2 separate regions of the Callithrix jacchus genome follow, and region 2 is linked to region 1. The links are chromatin contacts, called in public Hi-C maps. All regions are on one chromosome and are shown on one strand. Each heading gives the region's core, a stretch centred on a gene start, on an enhancer-like site or on the middle of the called end of the contact. The rest is flanking DNA. Distances are from core to core; before and after follow the strand shown. Region 1 holds the start of ALG10 (ALG10 alpha-1,2-glucosyltransferase). Region 2 holds the start of YARS2 (tyrosyl-tRNA synthetase 2).

Region 1 (3,886 bases), core at 1,156-3,655:
ATAATCTAAGATTAGAAACATGATAATAGCTTCATCGATTTGCAAATACTAAAATAATTCACCAACAAACGAGTGAAGTATTCTATGAAGAATTCTACTGGGCCCATGGAGCTTCTTAGCATTCTTAGGGAATATGTTTCAAATCGATGATTTCCAAATATAAGGCTATCAGTGATTTGAGATGGCACTCTAGAATCTAGTTTTTCACAATGATCCACCAACAGATTTTGATGTAATAAGTCTGTAAGATGAAGATTTTTAAAAAGATGAAAGCTCCATGGTGGCTCACACCTGTAATCCCAGCACTTTGAGAGGCCAAGGTGGGCGGATCATGAGGTCAAGAGTTCAAGACCAGCCTGGTCAACATGGTGAAATCCTGTCTCTACTAAAAATACAAAAAATACCTGGGCATGGTGGCATATGCCTGTAATTGCAGCTACTTGGGAAGTTGAGGCAGGAGAATTGCGTGAACTGGGACCCGGGAGGCAGAGGTTACAGTGAGCTAAGATCGTGCCACTGCACTCCAGCCTGGGCTACAGAAGGAGACTCTGACTCAAAACAAAACAAAAGATGAAACTTGTATTTCAACTTTGTTTATGGAAACAGAGGAGAATGCAATGTAAATGTAAACTTCTTGGGACTAGTAAACATTCAGTTCGGTATACATTGTAGATTATTTTAAAGTATAAGACTATAAAGTTATTTTATTGCTCTTGGTCTAATGTTCTAATTCCTACACTTGGTTCCAACACTAATTTTTGCTGTAATTTTAGGTAAGTCGTTCATTTTTAAACTTCAGCTTCTATAAAATGAAGTCAAGTAGATTATTAATAAAGATCCCTAGCAATTCTAAAACCCCCTATTTCCTTGAAACTTTCCGTTTCATGCAAAGGAATGTGTGCAGCATGTATAGGAGTCAAATGTTTAATGTAAACTCTTGGTGGCAATTATTATAAAGAAAAATGGATTGCATAAATGTCTAGTCTTGTTCTACTCCCTTTAGAAACTACCCACTATTTCTAGGGTGGGTCAGTAAGCTGCAGAATATATACAACACGATTTAGCAACTCAACATGTCAGGGGCTAATTACTTGTAGATATCAACCTCCTGAAGACTGAATAATCTGGACATGTTGTTACAAGTAATTTAAACAGGTAAGTTCAGCATGGACTCAATAATAAAATGGGAGATCATGCTTAAAACAAAACTAAGCATCACATCAGAGTAAGATCCTCACATGATTTTATTCCAGAAATGTAAATGTTCCCATCCTAGCCCTCATTCACCACTACCTCCTCTTATAATTAAGGAAATGGCAGAGACAGAACAGAAAGGCAGTCACTTAATTTAAGAAATGTTCTTAAGTTCAGAAAGACTGAATTAGTTTTTGACCCAGAAAAAGAGCTCAATTGAGAACTTTGTGATTTGCGACCTTAAATCCTCACTCCTTTCTTATATATTCTTGCCAAAGGCAACCTGACTGAGGTTACCTGAGAGATCATTTTTCTACAAAATATGGCCAACCACGCTCAAGACAAAATCGTAACACATAATTTATCTCCGGCATTCAAATAATTTACCTCATCTCCTGCCCCCAAACCCTAATCCCAGAATACAGGAATTTTATGATGTCTATACAGCCTATAAAAGTCTACAAATTTAAGTGCCTGTGTGAGAGCCATCTGGGGGACTACAAACAAAAAGGATGTAGAGTGCCACCCATTAAGATGTTCGCGCTTATGATTTAGTAGGAAAAATAGAACGCTGCCATACAGATATTAACAACCAAATTTACAGGCACAGAGAATTCTTCCTTACCTAAAACATCCCAAAATTCTAAAGTTTTTTTTTTTTTTCCAAATCCTACAGGGTACTGAGATATTGGCTACCAGAGTGCACTAGGAATGAAGAGTTCTCTTTTTACCTCAAAACAAAAACCTCCTCTCACCTCTCACTGAAGTTCATTGGGTACTGAAGGGTCTCTGTCTGGTTCTTCAAGTTTTCATCTGAAAGTCTCAATCTTTGCTATCACAACCAACGCCCCTTTTCCACCCTCCAAAGTTGAGGGAACAAAATGTCTTGAAATTGAGGTTTTAATTCGGATTACTGGAGAAAAATAACAGATATAACTGGGGGTAAAGGTGTAAACTTTAGGGCTTGGAAGTGGAAACGTGGGGATACCTCGCCATCTTCTGGTAAAAATTGGATATGAACAGGAAAAAAACAGATCCAACCTAAGAAGCCGCTTTTTTTTTAAAGCAGCAAGCCGCGTACTTCCCACGCGGCGAATTCCGAGACCCGCCCTTTCCGGAAGTTCTGACCCTCAGTGCGCCCCGGGCAATATGATTGACAGGGTAATCATCCGGTCCGTTATCAAACCCGTCACCCAGGAAACAGAGACCCGATCTTTCCGGATCCGCGCTCTCCCAGCATCCTCTGCCTTCCGGTATGTGGCCCCGTCCGGTTAGTCCCGCCTAGCGCGCCCATTTCGAGCCCAAGTTTCCAGCTCGGATTTCCTCGCTCAGAATTTTCCAGGAGTGGATCTTTGGCCAGTGGCTTTGGGAGCAGTAATGGCGCAGCTAGAGGGTTACTATTTCTCGGCTGCGTTGAGCTGTACCTTTTTAGTGTCTTGCCTCCTTTTCTCCGCCTTCAGCCGGGCGCTGCGAGAGCCCTACATGGACGAAATCTTCCACCTGCCTCAGGCGCAGCGCTACTGTGAGGGCCATTTCTCCCTTTCCCAGGTGGGGTTCCTAACCTGTCCCCACCCTAGGACCGGCCTGAGAGGGCTCAGCGTCCCCAGGTTCTTCTCCTATTCTTAGACTTAACTCGCCCCGTTCCACCCTTCCAGCCTCAAAACATGAAAGAAATTGTCTTTTGTTCCTGTCTCTAAGATTTGTGAAATATTTGTTAAATTAATGAATAAACAGCATATCTGTCTCCCAAGAAGGAATGATCTGGTAGAATACTTAATGGGGAACTGAGCGCCCCTGTTGGCTGCTGACGATATCTATTCCACTTTGTCTTTCCTTGTCTCAGGATTAAAGGCATTAGGGTGCTCCTTAGAAATATCAGAAAACTTCCCTTTAACTCACCTGTCAAGCATCTAACTATGCATTTTAGGGATGGGATAGGGTGGACTGGAGGGGTCTTCAGCTACCAAAAAGTAACAATTTACAATCACAAAATTCCTTCCCTGGGTATATTTAGTGAACTATCTGTTAACTGAATAAACTGGCAACCAGTCAAGTCATATCATTTTTTAATATATATTTGACTATGCAAGTATATACATAATAAACATCAAAATAAACATCCCCTCCTTTTCTAGTGACACAATATATTTGGGTACTGGTTGGAAATATGAAGTCTGTTTTAGAGAAAGACCTGATCATAAATCATAGTGCTGTGATTTACTAGTTTTGTGATCTTGGAAGTGTTCTGAGTTTCAGAAATTCGGGTTACTCATCTGCAAAATGACAGTAATACTCTCTACTACAGAGCATGTCGTAAGGTTAATACAGAGGGTTTGGCACAATTTCTGGCTCAGTTCCTATTAGCTGTCATTATGAAGCCTGTAGCCCAAATGTTTTCCTAAACTTAGAGTTCCAACCAATGGTTCCATGCTTTTTAAAACTGGAGCATTTGCAGTTTAGTTACCAAAATAAAGGCTTTCTAAAGAAAATTTCTTGGAAAATAGAAATCGATTTTAAGTTGTTATTTATTGGTTGTTGCCACCTGAACAATCACTAAGCAGGTCCAGGGGTAAAAAATAGGAAAAACTAGTCCTGTGCTGCTAAGGACTGACTTAAGCTTGTCATAGAATAACTTCTCAAAATTTCTGATTGTGGCTGGAGATGAGACTTGGGCTCGACATGTTTGTGTCTG
Region 2 (3,780 bases), core at 254-2,753, 1.2 Mb before region 1:
TGTGTTTTACTCTGTAGCACAGGAGCTAGCCTTATGTCATCTCTCTCAAGACAATGCTATTAGACCCACATTACTTGTCAAATATTTGCAGTTGAAAAAACTTTTTGAGATACCAACCAAGGGCTGACACTAGTTTCATGGAGGGTGCAGACCTAAAGCAGAGGCTGGCTACTCAAGGAGGTCCAGTCACGTTCTGGTGTAAACATACAAAAGCAGTTTCTCTAATAAGGGAGGACGACTTACAGGAAGCAAAACAAACCGATCCTGACCAAATAAATCTTGACTAGTGGTCTGTTTCCTGCAGGGCTTTAGAATACACTGTTTTTTTTTTTTTTTTTTTGAGAGGGAGTCTCCCTCTGTTGCCCAGGCTGGAGTGCAGTAGCGCGATCTCGGCTCACTGCAAGCTCCACCTCCCAGTTTCAAGCGATTCTCCTACCTCAGCCTCCCAAGTAGCTGGTATTACAGGGGTGCGCCACCACACCCAGATAATTTTTGGCATACACCGTTTACTCTTAATATCCTTAATTCAGCCCTTTAGTTTGTATCAGCCAGTGTTATTAATGCCATTATAGAGCCTTAATGGGGATAAAACCAAGAGCTGGAACGAAGGGCAGCAACCTACAATCCTAAGAGTGAAACACAGGCTACTCGTGTGTAAATTATTTAGTCCCAAGATTCCCCCCGGTTCTAAAGGCACTTACTTGTGGATGAACTCATATCCAGACATGATGTTGCCCAGCTGATCAGATCCGCCCAGCTGGACCCTGCATCCATAACGCTGGAAGAGGTAATAGAAGTCATAGGCCTGGAGCACCTGGTAAAAGAACTCGGCCAAGCTCATGCCCTCGGGGCTCTTGAGCCGCATCTGCACGCTCTGCCGGCTCAGCAGCGTCCCCATGCGGAAGTGACCCCCCACTGCCGCCAGGAAGTCCACCAGGTGCTGCTTCTGGTACCAGGCCGAGTTGTCCAGCACGGTGAAGCTGCCCCAGGGGCGCCCATCAGAGAAAAGCTGCTGGTGATTTGCCGCTAGGGCCTCAAGCTCTAAGCGCAGGGCGCGCGCGTTGGCTTGCACGCTCTCTTTCTCCAGCGCTTCGCGCTCCTTGGTCCGGCCGCTCGGGTCTCCCAGGCGCGCCGTGGCGCCTCCCACCAGCGCGATCACGTTGTGGCCCGCTCGCTGTAAATGAAACAGGCCCAGCAGCGCTAGCAGATGACCCACATGAAGCGAGTCGGCCGTGGGGTCGAAACCACAGTAAATGGTTTGGGGAAAACTCGCCGTGCCACGGTTGAAGAGCTCTGGGAGCTCTATTTTCGTCCCCCTCTCTGGGAAGAAGTCCTTGAACAGACCCCGAGCCTTCTGCGCTGCCAGTAACCCATCAGCGCCCGAGTGGGCCTTACGTAGCCCCAGGGGCAAGAATCCTGAGAGATTTAGGGTACCAGACCACCGGAACCAGGAAAAGCACCGAAAGATGGGCGCCGCCATCTTGGTGGCGGCACGAAAGGAATGCTGGGATTGTAGAGGCCCCCGTCACACCCACATGCTAACAGCTCCCAGGGAAGGCGTTTCAATGTTTTTCTGCGCATGCCCGAGGCGGTTACGTAGTTACCGAGCTTGCGCTCTCAGCAACAGAGTTCGGGCTCCAGGTGGCGATTCCATCTCAGGTCCGTCGCGCTAAGTTCCTTAAAGCTTAATTTCTTCATCCGCAGTGAGGATCTGCTTATAATAGTTCCTACCTCATAAGGCTGTTGTGAGACTTAAGAATTAAAGCCTTTGGCACCTAACGTTCCGCCAATGTTAACTTGTATTTGAATTTTCACTTAAAAAGATTGTGGTGCGCAAGTTGTTTGAAATCCTGGTTTCATGCAAAAAGCTGCTCACAGATGTTGAGAAAGGTTACGAATTGGTTTAACTTCAGGACAGTTAAGGAGTTGCTGCTGAGACGCAAGCAATTTCATAGTACTGATTCTCTAATTGCACCTCAGTCTTCAATATTCATTAGCTTTTCCAGGAGGTGGCAGTCTTGTACAAGCTATAGCAAGAAAAAGTCCAATAAAGTACATGCATCAAGTCCTGTGATTTGTTTATTTTAAATACAGGTAACTAGGTTGGGACACAGCTTAGCATGAGTGGATTCAAATTACTAATCACATCTCAATTAGTAATCACATCGTGCAACGGGACAGGTGTTCTGAATACTGACCAGGGATGAGGTTCTTATTGGCAGCTGGCTGACAGGTGATCTAGCTTCAAAATCCCATGTCGGAGCCTGATTTGTAGGACCGCTTTCAAAACCATCTTAGTTAGAATTCCCTGGACTCTGAGTTGGAGGGAGGACTGGTTTGCAGGAGGATTATTGGAGTGTGCTTATGAACAACACCTATAATGGAGTGAGGGAAGCCGGGTTGGGTAGAGGGAGAAAGTTGTTGAACTGTAAACAATTTGTAATAGAGGCCTCAGGCAATCCCATAAAGGCTTTGGAGTCATCCTGGGATTTCCTTTCTGAGTCATCCTGAATTGAGACCAGAGGGCAGACTTTAGACTCTCAAACTGACAGATCATTAAATGTGGACGTTTCCAGGGAGGAAGCAAAAGGCTGGGTAAGGCTTTTGGAGAGGGAGAGGTGCACAAAAGGACTCCACTAACACTCCCAGCAGCTGGGGCATTGAGTGCCTTGGTCCTGGGGCCAAGATCTGAGCCATGTTCCAAAGCATTTCCTACAAGACTTTTCCATTTTTTAACGTTACAAAGTCATCTAATGAAAATGAAAACTTATTTTAATAATTAGTTCCTTTGCATGTATAATTATCAGTGAATTAGTTTCTCATTGCCAAATAATGACTTCAATAGGATTTTGAGATACTCATTCAATAGACTATTATACTCCCTACTGCTTAAGAAAATAGTGTGTTCTTTCACGTTATTATTCAAAATATCTTAAAATTTGCAATCATAACCTGTTGATCTGCAGTGTTTTTTAAAAAAGTGTCACTCTAGGCTGGGCACTGTGTAATCCCAGCACTTTGGGAGGCCAAGGCGGGTAGATCACGAGGTCAGGAGATCGAGACCGTCCTGGCATGAGCCACTTCAGAAGAACAATTTGCAGTCATATGGTCCACCACTTTGATCAGGCCAGATTTCAGTAGGCATGGCAGGAAATTCTCCTGAGTACACGTAAGGAAACTCATGTCTGGGCCACTTGTCACGTGAAAGCCAAAAACTCAAGAGAAAAGCTTTAGTGAAAGGAAAGTAGCTTTATTCAAGAGGTCATCAACCCCAGGGGAGGCAGTGAACTGGCATTCAAAGGCCACCTCTGGTTTCTAAGGGAAATTAGGAGAAACGATGATCAAAACATTTTTGTGAAACGTGTGCAGTCTCAGGTCGGCAGTAAATCACTGTTTTCTTGGTCAACATTTTTGGCTTTCTGCAGATACCATCAGTCTATTCTTATCAGATTAGTCAGCCCTTTCCCAGAGATGCTGGTGAGGGTATTTTCTTTTATCTCTGTTCAAGGTTCCTGAGGCTGATTTTAGTGAATCATCTACAAATCCAAGCAAAGTAATAATTATATTCAAGTAAGAAAGCTTTCCTCTAACGTGGAATCAATACTGTCACATACACAGCAAATAGTGCCTTCTATTCAGTAACTAATAAATAGGAAAATTTGAACCTCTTTAGAGGAGAATCTGTCTTACGTGAGGTTTCTGGTAACATACAGCTCTCTGGCTTTTAAAGGTGTGTTAGTAATTTTATACCAGAAAATATGACTTCACTTGGTGGTTTAA

What was found. Hi-C and Micro-C count contacts between places; a contact is called where the count stands out from the background.
Region 2: a Hi-C map of skeletal muscle shows a contact between it and region 1, with 9 times the contacts expected there. The contact joins the promoter of YARS2 here to the promoter of ALG10 in region 1. A contact is called at or near these places in 2 of 3 Hi-C or Micro-C datasets (both in skeletal muscle).

The regions. Positions count from the first base shown.
Region 1 is chr9:37,481,592-37,485,477 of calJac240_pri, reverse strand. ALG10 (ALG10 alpha-1,2-glucosyltransferase) reads left to right here and starts at 2,405. Exons shown (of 3, transcript XM_035255837.3): 1 at 2,405-2,447.
Region 2 is chr9:38,721,879-38,725,658 of calJac240_pri, reverse strand. YARS2 (tyrosyl-tRNA synthetase 2) reads right to left here and starts at 1,503. Exons shown (of 6, transcript XR_004728704.3): 1 at 702-1,503.